Regions from separate parts of the Anas platyrhynchos genome. Here region 2 is linked to region 1. The links are chromatin contacts, called in public Hi-C maps. All regions are on one chromosome and are shown on one strand. Each heading gives the region's core, a stretch centred on a gene start, on an enhancer-like site or on the middle of the called end of the contact. The rest is flanking DNA. Distances are from core to core; before and after follow the strand shown. Region 1 overlaps TSPAN4 (tetraspanin 4). Region 2 overlaps TSPAN4 (tetraspanin 4).

What was found. Hi-C and Micro-C count contacts between places; a contact is called where the count stands out from the background.
Region 2: a Hi-C map of small yellow follicle shows a contact between it and region 1, with 2.5 times the contacts expected there. The contact joins two enhancer-like sites. A contact is called at or near these places in 2 of 8 Hi-C or Micro-C datasets (F5 follicle and small yellow follicle).

The regions. Positions count from the first base shown.
Region 1 is chr5:46,650,365-46,656,075 of IASCAAS_PekinDuck_T2T, reverse strand. All of the region lies in intron 3 of TSPAN4 (tetraspanin 4), which reads right to left. Among named protein-coding and RNA genes, the nearest start is that of CHID1, 230 kb to the left of the region's middle. Within about 2 kb of position 2,380, at least 3 of the 8 cell types and tissues checked have an H3K27ac peak or open chromatin away from gene starts, as enhancers often do. A contact at or near this core is called in F5 follicle and small yellow follicle, where this site is marked.
Region 2 is chr5:46,750,171-46,756,586 of IASCAAS_PekinDuck_T2T, reverse strand. TSPAN4 (tetraspanin 4) reads right to left here. Exons shown (of 9, transcript XM_072038961.1): 7 at 1-54. Among named protein-coding and RNA genes, the nearest start is that of CHID1, 130 kb to the left of the region's middle. Within about 2 kb of position 2,551, at least 3 of the 8 cell types and tissues checked have an H3K27ac peak or open chromatin away from gene starts, as enhancers often do. A contact at or near this core is called in F5 follicle and small yellow follicle, where this site is marked.

The DNA of each region.
Region 1 (5,711 bases), core at 1,131-3,630:
GTGATAATCACTGCAACGTGCAGCACAGGAAGGCCGTTCAACAATTTCTGCTCATTCAGAGGGAAGCCAGCTATTTGTGTTTCTGCAGAATCCACATTACACCTACAGGTCCCTGGTTCTGTGCTGTCAGATGACCGGGCTCTGCTTGGATTAATTTGTTTGATGACTCCTCCGTTGGCTTGGGCTGCTGATATATCTGCCTTGGTCACGATAACTTAGGAGGACTCCCCCCTGCTGTAGTGCTGAAGAAGCGGGGCTGAGTTTCCAGGCAAAGCTCCCAGATAATTCAGCAGTAGGTACAGCGCCGAGCAGCCTGAATCACTGTTTTACAGGTTTGCCACAAAGACTGGTTTCTCAGGCAGCTACGAGCAGAGAGAGAATGCCTGGCATGTGTTAATCCTTATCAGGGGAGGACAGATTGAAATGTGTTTGTTTATAACACTGTTAATGTTTGCTAATATATTTTAATAAGCAGGTAAGAAGAAGAGGCTCTCAAAATAACTGGTTTTCCTTTGATGGAAAGAGGAGGAGAGGATCTAAATTAAAATATGTTTTCATACACAGAAAATAACAGAGTGTGAAGAGTTGCGATATTTTTCTATGAGTAACACCTATAGAAGCAGACTGGTTTATGTTGTTAGTCTTGTTGCTTTTTTGTGTGTGTGTTTCTGTGGAGTTTTCTCACTCACCTGTCCTAATCTACAGCATAATCACTATGAGGTTGCACCCCTAATCAGGACACAAGGAGCATTAATGTGCAAAAGAAGTTGATACAGAGCAGATAAAATCTGGAGGGCGTGCACAGCATTTGTTTTTGACATATATTTTACATCTCTCTCATTATACTTAAGCACACATTGACAACGACATTCATGCTTACATATATGTTTAGGCTGTCCCGATTCATCCCTAAAGAAATGAAGATCAATGCTTCAGCGAAAAGTAAGCTCTATTCTAAGATTTGCAAGGATGGTCTTTTGTTCTTTGCACAGTTATGAAAGGTCTCAAGCTGCAGATTGATTTTCTTGGCTCTATAGATCAGTTTCTTACCTGTCTGGAAGTGGAGATAGCTGGTATGTTGATTAATGAATGGAAAGTTTCTCTAATCACGCTACTGTTTCTCTAAGCACTTCCCTGTGTTCCCCACTGATAATCCCAAAAGCTCACCTCAGTGAATCATAAATGGTGTCACAATACTGATGCTGCACTCACAGGACTCTCTCTCTCTTCCACTAGAGATTAAGGAGCACCAATCGTAAAGTCAGTTTGGAAACCAACATCCAGGCTAGTTCCCAGTTCTGCAGGACACAGACGAAAGCAGAAGCTAGCCCAGAAATGGTACTGAGGATCTACCAAGAACTGCATGGAATAAGTAACTGCTATAAGCCAGTACTGTTGATTTCAGTATTTTGAGCTTCTGCCTTTTTGTTGAATTGCAACCATAAAGACAATCACCATAAAATTTATTAGAGCAGTTACCAGCCACATAGTCTTCTGTGTACACACTGGAGATTCAGAATGGATCTGACAGCAGTGGCTGTTTCTGCCTGAGGGTTGCTACAAGCACCAGGATTACGACACTGTGTAATGCCCAGCGCCGATTACTGCACGACAGAGAGAGCTCTTTTACCACGCATGGAATATTTTACACAGTCATGGCTGAGAAAGTTACTTTGCATTTCACGATAAATATGAAGCAAATAGCACTTGGAGAATCTGCCAAGATAAAGTCGCACGAGCTGAGGCAGCCGTTTTGAAAGAGTCACCTGCAAATAGAGGCTGAGACTTATCATTCGGCTGGTACACGATCCCTCGGTCTTCTGGAAATGCAGATTAGAACTAAGGAAGAAGCAGCGGTGTACGAAACAGACACATTTATGTTATGGCAGACATTGTTCTACCATTCCCACAAAGCCAGTATAATCTCATACGAGCTATCATATTTTATTGTACTTGACATGATACTGCTGCTGAAGTGCCTTCCAAAGTAAAGCACATTTGTAATTTAGGATGTTCCATAAGTCGGACTGTGTGCAAACAACGAACTAGGTCAGGGCCATCAGAGTCAGACTGAACAACACACCCAATGCACTGCCTGCCCTATTCTTTTGAAATTAAATATTTATTTAACTGAAGGATGATAGAGAGTTGCTTTCCTTTGATCTTATTTGGAACATAGCGAAGCCACACAATGAAGACATAACAAAGGGATGCCAGAGTAAATTGATATATCCTGGAACACAAAAATCTATGGCCTTAAAATTTGATTTTTACAAGGTCGATAGACCTTGCCCTCTTCCTCTGCCCACTTGATTTTTTGGAGGTAACCCACATTTATTTTAGCCAGACGCTCTGATGCTCTGCACTACGCACACAGTTATAGCACAGGGCATGTAGATATACACACACCGACATACACATGTGTGGCATACCTTCACTCTAGAAAAATTCAGTCATGCTGAGCCCCATGCTGTCACAGCTGATTGCAGCCAGTACCTAAGTTAACTAATAAGAAGCCTACCAGCGTACTACATCGTTTCTGTACAGTAAAAGCAGCCTTAGCACAAAGGCCTGTGTACAAAGTTACCTCTTTCTTGAATCAAAGTCCTGAGTAAATGATAAGTTTATTTTCTAAGCTAAATTCAGAAGGGCTGTGAACAACCATTTCAATAAAGATGAACTGGAACAGCTCAGGTTCACTTAATGTTTAAGGTTTTTTCTAAGCAGAGAACCAAGAGTGTGAACCAGCAGCTACCAAAGTTAAATTTACAACAGTTTTGGCAGGGACTGAGTGTAAGAGAGGCAGTTCTGGTATCTCACAAGAATTCTGATGCATTTCAAGGTTAGTCTTCAGCTACAGTCCCTTCTCCTTTGACCCATACTCCATTTAGGTACTGTAGGCAGCTCCCCTTCTCCATCAGTGACCCAGAAAAGTAGGCAAACAGGTCACACATAAGGAAGAGCTGGAGGAACTAATAGTTTAGAAGAGAGATGACTCAAGGGGAACACAATCACATTCTATAAATATCTTCAAGGCAACAACATAAATGTATAAATGAAAGGAGGGAATTGCTGTCTCAGAAGTTGGTAGGTAAGCTGGCAGTGTTAAGTTAAGGAGAATAACAGAAAAATGAATAGCATCTCCAGGGAAGCTGGGCAGGAACCATTACTGTAAATATTCAGGAACGGGTAAAATCAGCTACTAGCAGGAAAGCTGCATAGAGCAGACGTGCAAGATCCCTGGAGCTAGATTAGAGGATTCTGAAGTGTCTTTTCTGGTGGCTCCTTTTGATATCCCTGACATTACAGTAAGCCCTAGACAAAGAAAGGATCCCATTCACCAAACTAAAAGTGGCTGCTAAAACTACAATTATCTGCAAGCAGGTGTTTCATTGACTCAGCACCTGTCATCCGCTGCCTAACAGTGCTAGCTTTCAAGATGTGCTAATAGTGAAGGTACTGCAACATTGACACAAATTCATAGTTGCTAATTATACTATTAATAACATCGAACCTATCTGCTGCTGATCTTATTGATATATATATAGCAATATTAATTCCATCAGGCGTCAGCAGTGATGTTGAATGACACTGTGTACAGTAATCTCCCTGAATGACTCATTTGGATCACAGAGAAATATTACCTCCTTGCACAGCTGCACCCGGACTGCCTGAGGCATTAATGGCACAAATGTCTTTATTTCCTGTCAAACAAATAGTCAGGGAAGTGTGGTGACATATTTCTATTAAATTAAAAGAAAAAGAAGAAAGAAAACCCTTCAACATGTGAAAGCTAGGACTGCAAAGCCAGATAATAACAGGTTGCCTGTCGCACTTGAGGTCTCTCTCCAGCGCACGTGCATTGGGATGCACTGCCAAAAACTCTTTCCGTAGGAATTCTGGCTCACTTAGTGACTCTGTAGTCACCTGGCAGTTCTACTCAACCTCCACACTCAGTGTGCTGCACTGCATCTGACTCTTGCACACCCCTGAAAACCCAGTGCTGACTGCACCACCCCTCCAGGTCTTCGTAATACTAACTAGCAGCAGCAAAGTTCACATTTTGTCTCAATATTATTACAATATTTGGCACTCATACGATCTTTTTTTTGGCAGACACGAAGGGAAAGCTAGCAGCAAGTAAAGCCGAAATAGCTAAAACTCTACATTTAATCAACAAACTTGAGATCCCCAGAGTGTGCTTTTCCAAAGTATTTATCATTTTTATGGCCCCCTGTACACGCAGAGCACAGATCCAAGCGGTTGCACTTGCAGCTGGGAATGCTCAGCATTTATGCAAATCTGGCTTAGGCTACATCCCACCAAGTACCCGCATCATTAGGAACGTGCTAACTGTGGCTCTGAACACTTTGGCATTGCACAGCCTCATCCATCGCCTCTCAGCAATCCCTGGCCTCGTTCACCGCAGAGTTTGCAAACAGGGTAAGGGCTCTGCGGAGATCAGGCCCATCCCCTGCTCAGTGCTGCAACTTTCCCCATGTCCTGCGTGAGGAAGGCTCTGTGGAACAAAACAGAACCGTGAGCACCTCGTTAGAGTCTGTATCAAAGTGCCTGAGCACAAGGAGATGAATTAAGACTGCAGAGGCAACCAGCCAGAATTCCCACGGCTACTACACAGAAGGGCTTTACCTATTATGTTCTTAATGGCTGACACTGTTAAACAAACAAACAAACACTATCCTAGGTAATAATTCAAAAACCATCCTCTCTAGATTTACAAATGTCCTATTGTACAGTTTCCTGCAAACTGTTAGAAACCCAGAAACCACGGATTTCATGGCAGACACGTGCATGAGTGGTTTAGCAAAAACTATATAATGCCTCCTCTTCCCTGCTTAAAAATTCAGAGTTGAGTATCAAGTGGTTTAATCACACCCTGCTTTACTCCAGCCTGTGACCATCCTGTCCCGGTATCACATAATGAAGAGATCAAAAAATTCTTATCACAGAATTTTTTTGCTCAATATTTGCGTTAAATTTGGCAAACCACATCTCTGCTTCATCGCTGGTTCCAACCATGTGTTATCATTGCAGAAACAATGCTCACAGTTTTCACTAAGTCAATTTGAGGAGTGATTAGCTTTCCTATCTGCTAAACCTTTAAATATTTGATTTGCAAATGGGTATGACTATTTCATCCCAACTATTTCCACCATTATTTCATGTAGTTTTGATCAAGTTACAGATACACTCTGAAGGCAGCCTTCCCAAGTGGATGTGAGCGCGGTTTCTCTTCATGCTTTGGGACTTAATGTGCGTTTCTTTCTATTTCTAACCTTATTACCTGGAAGAAACACAGAGCAACCAGTTAAAGCCTGACCTAAACCAGCTGCTAGGGAGCCGTGCTGCAGGCACAGCGGGGAGCAGGATGCTCTCCTGGCCCCATTCTCGCGTGTCTTTCCAGCTCTGTCTCTCCACGCCTCCCTTCACTCTCGAGCTCAGCACAGACCTTCCTCCCACAGCACCAGCTCTGACCCATAGAAACGGTCATCACTGAACACGACTAACACCCTCTGGGAAGCTCATGCACGTGTGAACAGCAAATACTACCTCTGTCTCATGAAAGACTGTCTGCAGAAACAGCGACTGAGAGAAGGATTCAGTGGTTTTAGCAGAGAGCCATTAGACAACAACCGCTGAGAGCAGCAAACAAGCAAAAAGGGCAACTTCTCGCTACAGAGGCTCACGAC
Region 2 (6,416 bases), core at 1,302-3,801, 100 kb before region 1:
TGTATTGTACACTTCAAACCAGTCAGTGTAGTTGGAGACTCCACAGCATCTGAACTGGAAAAATAAGAACCGAGATGATACTGTAAGGATGATCTGTTCCTGGTGTCTGCTTGTTCTGAGGTGATGGAAGAAGCTTCCATGCCTGCCATTGGACACAAACACTGGACACCTCATTCAGTGCACAGAGTTACACTTGAATACACCAGCAGGAGCTTGAAACTTTAAAAAAATAGTATTTCCTTAGCTTTACCCATACAGTCTAAAGTAGCTAATGTTGAGACAAGATGCAAAGGCACCTATTTACAATGCCAGGACACTGCAGGAGCTGAAATAGGACAATGCAAGCCAAGTAACAAGGTTTTGTGTGACTGAGCAGGATTACACCAATTATTTGCAGCTTGTTGTCAGGAAAAAAAATAATTTAGGCTACAGTTATAGGAGCCAGGAGGTAAAGACACTGGGATTTTTACTGCACGCTACTTATGAAATCATGATTGAAGTTAATGAGGCAAATTCCTCTCCAAGCTGTTAATTACTGATCACCTCTGAAAGTCTTTGTGACTCACTAAAAGATTTATTTCCTCCTCTCTTTGGTGCAGTTCCGTAACGTCATTATTTGATGCTGCTAAGTGGTGGGTGCTTTAAGTATCTTCACACACTAAGGCAATGTACAGGAACTGCATTAGTGCTAAACTGGAAGGTTTGTTCCACTTTGGGAGCAGGATGCAACATGTAGGAGATGTACATAACAGTACAGGGAATGGCTCTGTGACCATCTTCCCCTCCAGGATCTGGTATCTGCCTGTATAGAAAACACGCAAGGACTGATTAGCATGTAGATGTATACACCATCTGCCACTCCTGTGCTAGCTCCACAGTAAGAACCTGTAGGTATTTAGGCACTCTGGTGCTAATGACGTGGCTTCACTGACGGGGCTACAGAACTGCTCCCAGCTACAGGCCGTACTTTGCGCTTTCTCAAGGCTATGCCAGCCACCTCCTTGGCCCCAAAATGCCTTGCTGAGGTCTCATTTTTTAAGCCTGATTTTATATAAGCCTGTGCAGTATTTTTCACTTCCATACACAACCCGTTCCTCTTGTTTCTGATAGCTCATAATCATGCCAAGTTCTCCATCACCAAGTCTTAGGACCTCACATTAGGTCCTATTAGGATTTAGGACAATGATACTTACATGGGCCTGAGCGTGTTTTCCCTCTAACAGTTGTAGGGTCTGTGGGCACGGAGGGCTGAGTGGCCAGCTCTCTGCACGCACCAGAGATCTGCCATTCAAGACCAACAGAGGGCAGAGGTGTCACACGATGCCTTGCACATCTTACCTCACTTAGCACTCACAGAAAGCAGTCTGCAATAGAGACGTTTCAGTGCTCACAGCTCTGTTTTTCTTCTGCCAAACAAAACTCAGAAATCCTTCCTGGACTCGCATCTATCCCCCTAAGGTTCTGCTCAGAATTCTGATTTGGTCTGTGGCAGAAATCAATCCTTAGCTTGCTAGTGTTTGATTTGTGAGTTTACAGGCTGCATTTTCTATAAAATGCCTTCAAAGAGAAAAAAAAGTTTGGGACTTTCTTTTGTTCCTTTATGTTGCTGCACACAAGACAGGAGTTCCATGAGGAGGCGGTCCCAGAAATGGATCAGAGCAGTATGGAGCACAGGCCATGCATTTGAGGAGTGTGGATCTATCAGGAAATTTTACGAGAAGGTCTTGCAGGGTGTCATCATTAGTTATCAGTCAGCTCTTTTGATAGATGGAAGTGACAGACAGCTTGTCTTTCAAGCAAGCCTTGAAAATGCAGCTCATCTGTGATACACAGAGTAGAATAGAAAGGGCTGAGATGTTTGTGTGCTGTTCTGGCTGAACACAAGTGATAGAAGTTTGCATAGACTGGGACCGAACCCTTTCTCCTCATAATTTTGCAAGGCTGAGGGTCTCAACATCTGACAGACTATGGGGATGACATACAGGTTTTGTAGCTCCAATACAGATGTTGAGTCCAACCCTTTTATGGGCCCCATGAAGCAGATCAGGGCTAGGCCACGATCTAGGACTGGGATGCCAAACAGTGAAAAACTTCCCAGTAAGCCAACACGTAGAAATGATAGGAGGGGATGCAGGTATGGACAAGCTGCAGTGGGACAAATTTGGCTTGGTCTTGGTCACACATTCCCTGCCCACGCAGATCCTCTGTGTACTGTACAAAAGCAGAGGACTAAATATTGATGCTTACCTGCCACTGCTGGCAGGTAAGGCAGTCCCAGCATTGGGAGAAAGGGCTAAGAAAAGATCAAGGGTGAAAGAGAAATTGCATGAGGATCAATAACCTTGGTGCTGGAAGAAATAATGATAACACATCAAAAGAGATGTCATGTCTTCGGAAGACAAAGAAAGGCTGCACGAAGGAACTAATCAGTGGCTGATATGCAGTCCTAAAGGAGAGGGAGCGCTGACCGCTGACGTGCAAGCACCGCAGGGAACCAGCGGGCAGGCGGCAGCCAGTGAAACCCACGTCAGGCACACAGCATCTGCAGGGAGCAGAGGCACTGAGAGGGCAGCAGGCCAAGCAAGAGGCAAGAACAAGGAAACGAGCAGCCGTGGGTCTGAGTGGGTCACCAGCACAGCTTCAGCACAGGGGGGCGGCTAGAAGCTGGAGAGATGGATAAACTGAGAGCTCAGTAATCTGGGAGACTTCGACGCGAGGGCCCAAGCAGAGAAGAGCGAGTGTGGGAGTGATTTTGGTCGTGTTACAAGCAACTGATCTATCCTGTGTGCAGCAAGGTGAACAACAAGGAGTAGCCAAATTATTAAGGGAGATGAGGGACTGCTAAACAAACAGAGTAAGCATAATAAAGGCGCATGCTGGGGACAATGAGCAAACTAAGATTACTTTCTAGAGATTTGTGGGCCATGTTATGCTAAATGTTAAAAGGTACGTGTTTTCTGAGCAAAGATGGTTGGAGACAGACCTATAGCTTGGAGGGTAGAGAAAGCACAGGGCACGTGGAAGGTACTTTCTGCAACCAGCAGTTTGCTGCAGCCAGGCAGATCAGAGCTCATGTTCCTTCACCAAGGCCGATGTTTTGCCATGGCTAGAAAGTTAAACTGCCTGATTGTCATGAAGCAATTGAGGACTCTGTTTCCTGGAGGGTAAGCTACAACCACTTTCATTTTATGGACATTGTTTACAGTCCCATATTACTCCTTTCACTAGTTAAAGTTAGATAGGGTTGCCTAATTGACGGATTTTGCCCCTAGTTTCAAGAGGAAACAATTCGTTCACATTTTTAGACACAATTACAAACTACTTGTGCTCATTTGGGGCATCTTGCTTGACACACTTTAAAAAGGAGTAATGGCAGGTACTGTCCTGACTAGCAGGAACTTTAAGGCGCCCTGACTTGGACACCTCAGATCACTCGATGCCGGCCGGGGCTTGTAGCTGTAAGAGAACCTGTCTAATTGGAGGCAACTGTGCCTGCCCACACGAACAAATGGGGTACTTCTGGCACAAGGTGACAGCTGGGTACTGCTTCTATGCTCACACCCTCCAAATGTTGGGGCACAGTGGCTCAAACAAGCAAAAAGCTCGTCAAATGCCCTTGCACATCCAACCTCCTGCTGCTGAACGTTCCCAGCAATACTGACACAACAATGCTGTTTGCTTCACATGGGAGGCTCCGTCTCCTGAGGTATCAAACCACATTTTGTCCTCCTCGGTTACAGATGTCTGTCCCTCCCCAGTATTGATTACCGGGGGGTCTGAAGGGGCGTGCTGGTTCCAAAAGCCCAGGTGCAGTCAAAAGGTGATGCTGCTAAGGTGCTTTCCCAGCCAAACGCAGCAGCGGCACTGAGGTCTCTGTGGTGTATTTTTGGAATGGAAGCTGCTTGCAAATGGCTTTATTTTTGTGTTAACAAGCAATTGCTGCTTGGTATATCTATGGCTGGTAATTTATGTTAAACACGATATTTCCATCTTACTGCAGTGGAAATGTAAAGATTCTTGCATGGATTTTGCTGGTATTCAAGACTGAACAGGCCTTATTTTCACTGCCAAAATCTTGCAAGATCAGCCACGTTGGGACAGGGACTTTGGAGAAAAAAAGAAAGAAAAAGATAAAAAGATAAGAATTGAACATGCAGACATCCAGTCCCTGACTCAGTCAGGTTTTAGTAGGGACACTAGGGACAGCGTAGGATGGCTTTTATATTATTTATTTTTTCTTTCGTCACTGTAAAAAGTAGTGTGTAAGATGGTTATAATTTAAAATCATATAATGTTTAATGGATTTCTGGGATTAGTTCTGCAGTAATCCCAAAGTATGTTTTGATCTAACATCAAATCAATGACAGGGTGGAGGGAGATTGGGTCAAATTTTGTTCTCAGTTACATTGGTCTAAATAGACATGAAAGGGATTACACAGCAATAAAAGTGAGCTGAATTTGCTCACTTTAGTGAAGCTAATGCTTTTTCTCCTTGCTTCTCAAATTACTGCCTGGTTAGTTAAAAGGAGAAGTGTTCAAAAATTGATCACAGAGGTGCTGGGGATGAAGCAACGTTTTAAAAATTAATGCATATTTCTCATTTCCTAATGATCTCTACCTGTAACTTTAACCAGTCCTAGTTGGTGAGGAGTGTGATATGGTTCTGTGTAACTGACATCCTAAACTATTGGAATTTCAGCCATACTTAAAAAAAAAAAAGTATGCTTTTGTGGTCTTTAGTTATGACACGCATTAAGTCACCTGCTTGTGCGTTGGATTCTTTTAAGGCTTGAAACTCCATTGAGAAAGCAGTGAGTTTGGTAAGCTGAAGGTATTAAAAAGAGATCAATAAAATGTTCCAGTTTGCACCAGCTCCCTGACCTAAAGGCTTAACACCTCTGCAGAATGAGCCTAGTGCTTTCCTCTACCACGCATTGCATGTATGCAGCTCAGCCCCACTCCCTCGATGGTAATCCCAGCAGACCACAGACCACATCTAGATGTTCCTCCCAGCAGTGGGGCCTGCCCGAGCCTGCCTTGTCCTTGTCCTGGTTACCTGTGCTCTGCATGCTTCTGGGAAAAAGGGGAAAACAACTCCTTGAAGCACAAAGGCTTCAATGAAGAAAGCCCCTCAAAAGAGGAGGAACAACCCAAAACCAGCCCCCATTCCCCTCCCTGCTTAGCTCTTCTGTCACACTGGTCAGGGACACCCCCACCCACCCCACTCTGCAAAAGAGGAAGGGGAGCCTGCCCGTCAGCTGGGTCACCCCGAAGGAGCCCAACAGCCCCGTTCACAGGTGCCTGTGTTTGTGCTGGCCATCCATGCTCCAGTGGAGACGGCTCCCTAACTCGTGACCAGCCAGTCCCATGGAGACCCACTGCCACCAGCTACACGGGGCTCTGTTTCTGTTTCTTTTCTTCCCCTTCTTTAAGCAGCAGTTGCCACACTTGGTGGCACTTGGTGACCTCCAGTTGGGGATGGTCTGTAGGTAACAGCAGGACAGCTGCAGAGCTATGCCAGAGCTCGGTCCCCTGGGTCTAGGCCTAGTACTTTAATCCCAGTGCCAGCCTTCTGCTCTAGCTCTGAGTAATGCTTGTGCAAAGAAAGGAGGGTGAATGCGGAGGGGACAAGGGAGGACGACTCATCATCATTTCTGCTACTGTCAAGTTTTATTTCGCCTTTTTCTGAGGCTGCTGTTTTCCATCCACATACAGACATGGCCCATAGCTCAACTGATGACTGGTGTCTACTGGCTCCATTAAAAAAATGAGTGCTGAGACATTCTGCTGTATGGCAACGTGATAAGCTCTAACAGGGTTGGGGGAGGAGCTGTCCCTTAGCAGCCAGAATGAGAACAGCAAGTCTGGGCCGGGACCTTCCCTTCTGCAAGTCCCCTGCATGCTCCTAATCCTCTCATCAGCGATTACACTCTACTGATTAGCGATGTAAGGGGTAACGATTATTACCGAACGCAAAAAATAATACTTGGCATTTACATAGTGCTATTCAACTGCAAAGTGCTTTACATAATTAACTATGCTGGATTGCCTCCACTGCACCACTGCAATAGTCTGTTCCAAAATAGTTTTGAAAGATACATGTGAAAAGCAATTATGCAGAGCAGTAAGGCTGGCTCTCTGGGAGCGCCGTGCTCCTCTCCTCGCTACCCAGTGCTGGGAGCACGCGGGCTGTACGAGGGCGGTGCTGCCAGGATGCTGCGAGGTGCTCTTGTGGCTGGCCTGCTAGAAAGGAGAGCGACTTAACACAACTGCAGGGTGCTTGCAAGGTGGCACTTTCTTTCCTGTTATCTTTTGGGCTCTTTTGGGGCTTAATAACTCACTGACATTAGGACTAACTGACCTCTGAAACTTGTAAGACCCTCTGTAAACAGTAAGAGGTTTCAAGGCCAAAGGAA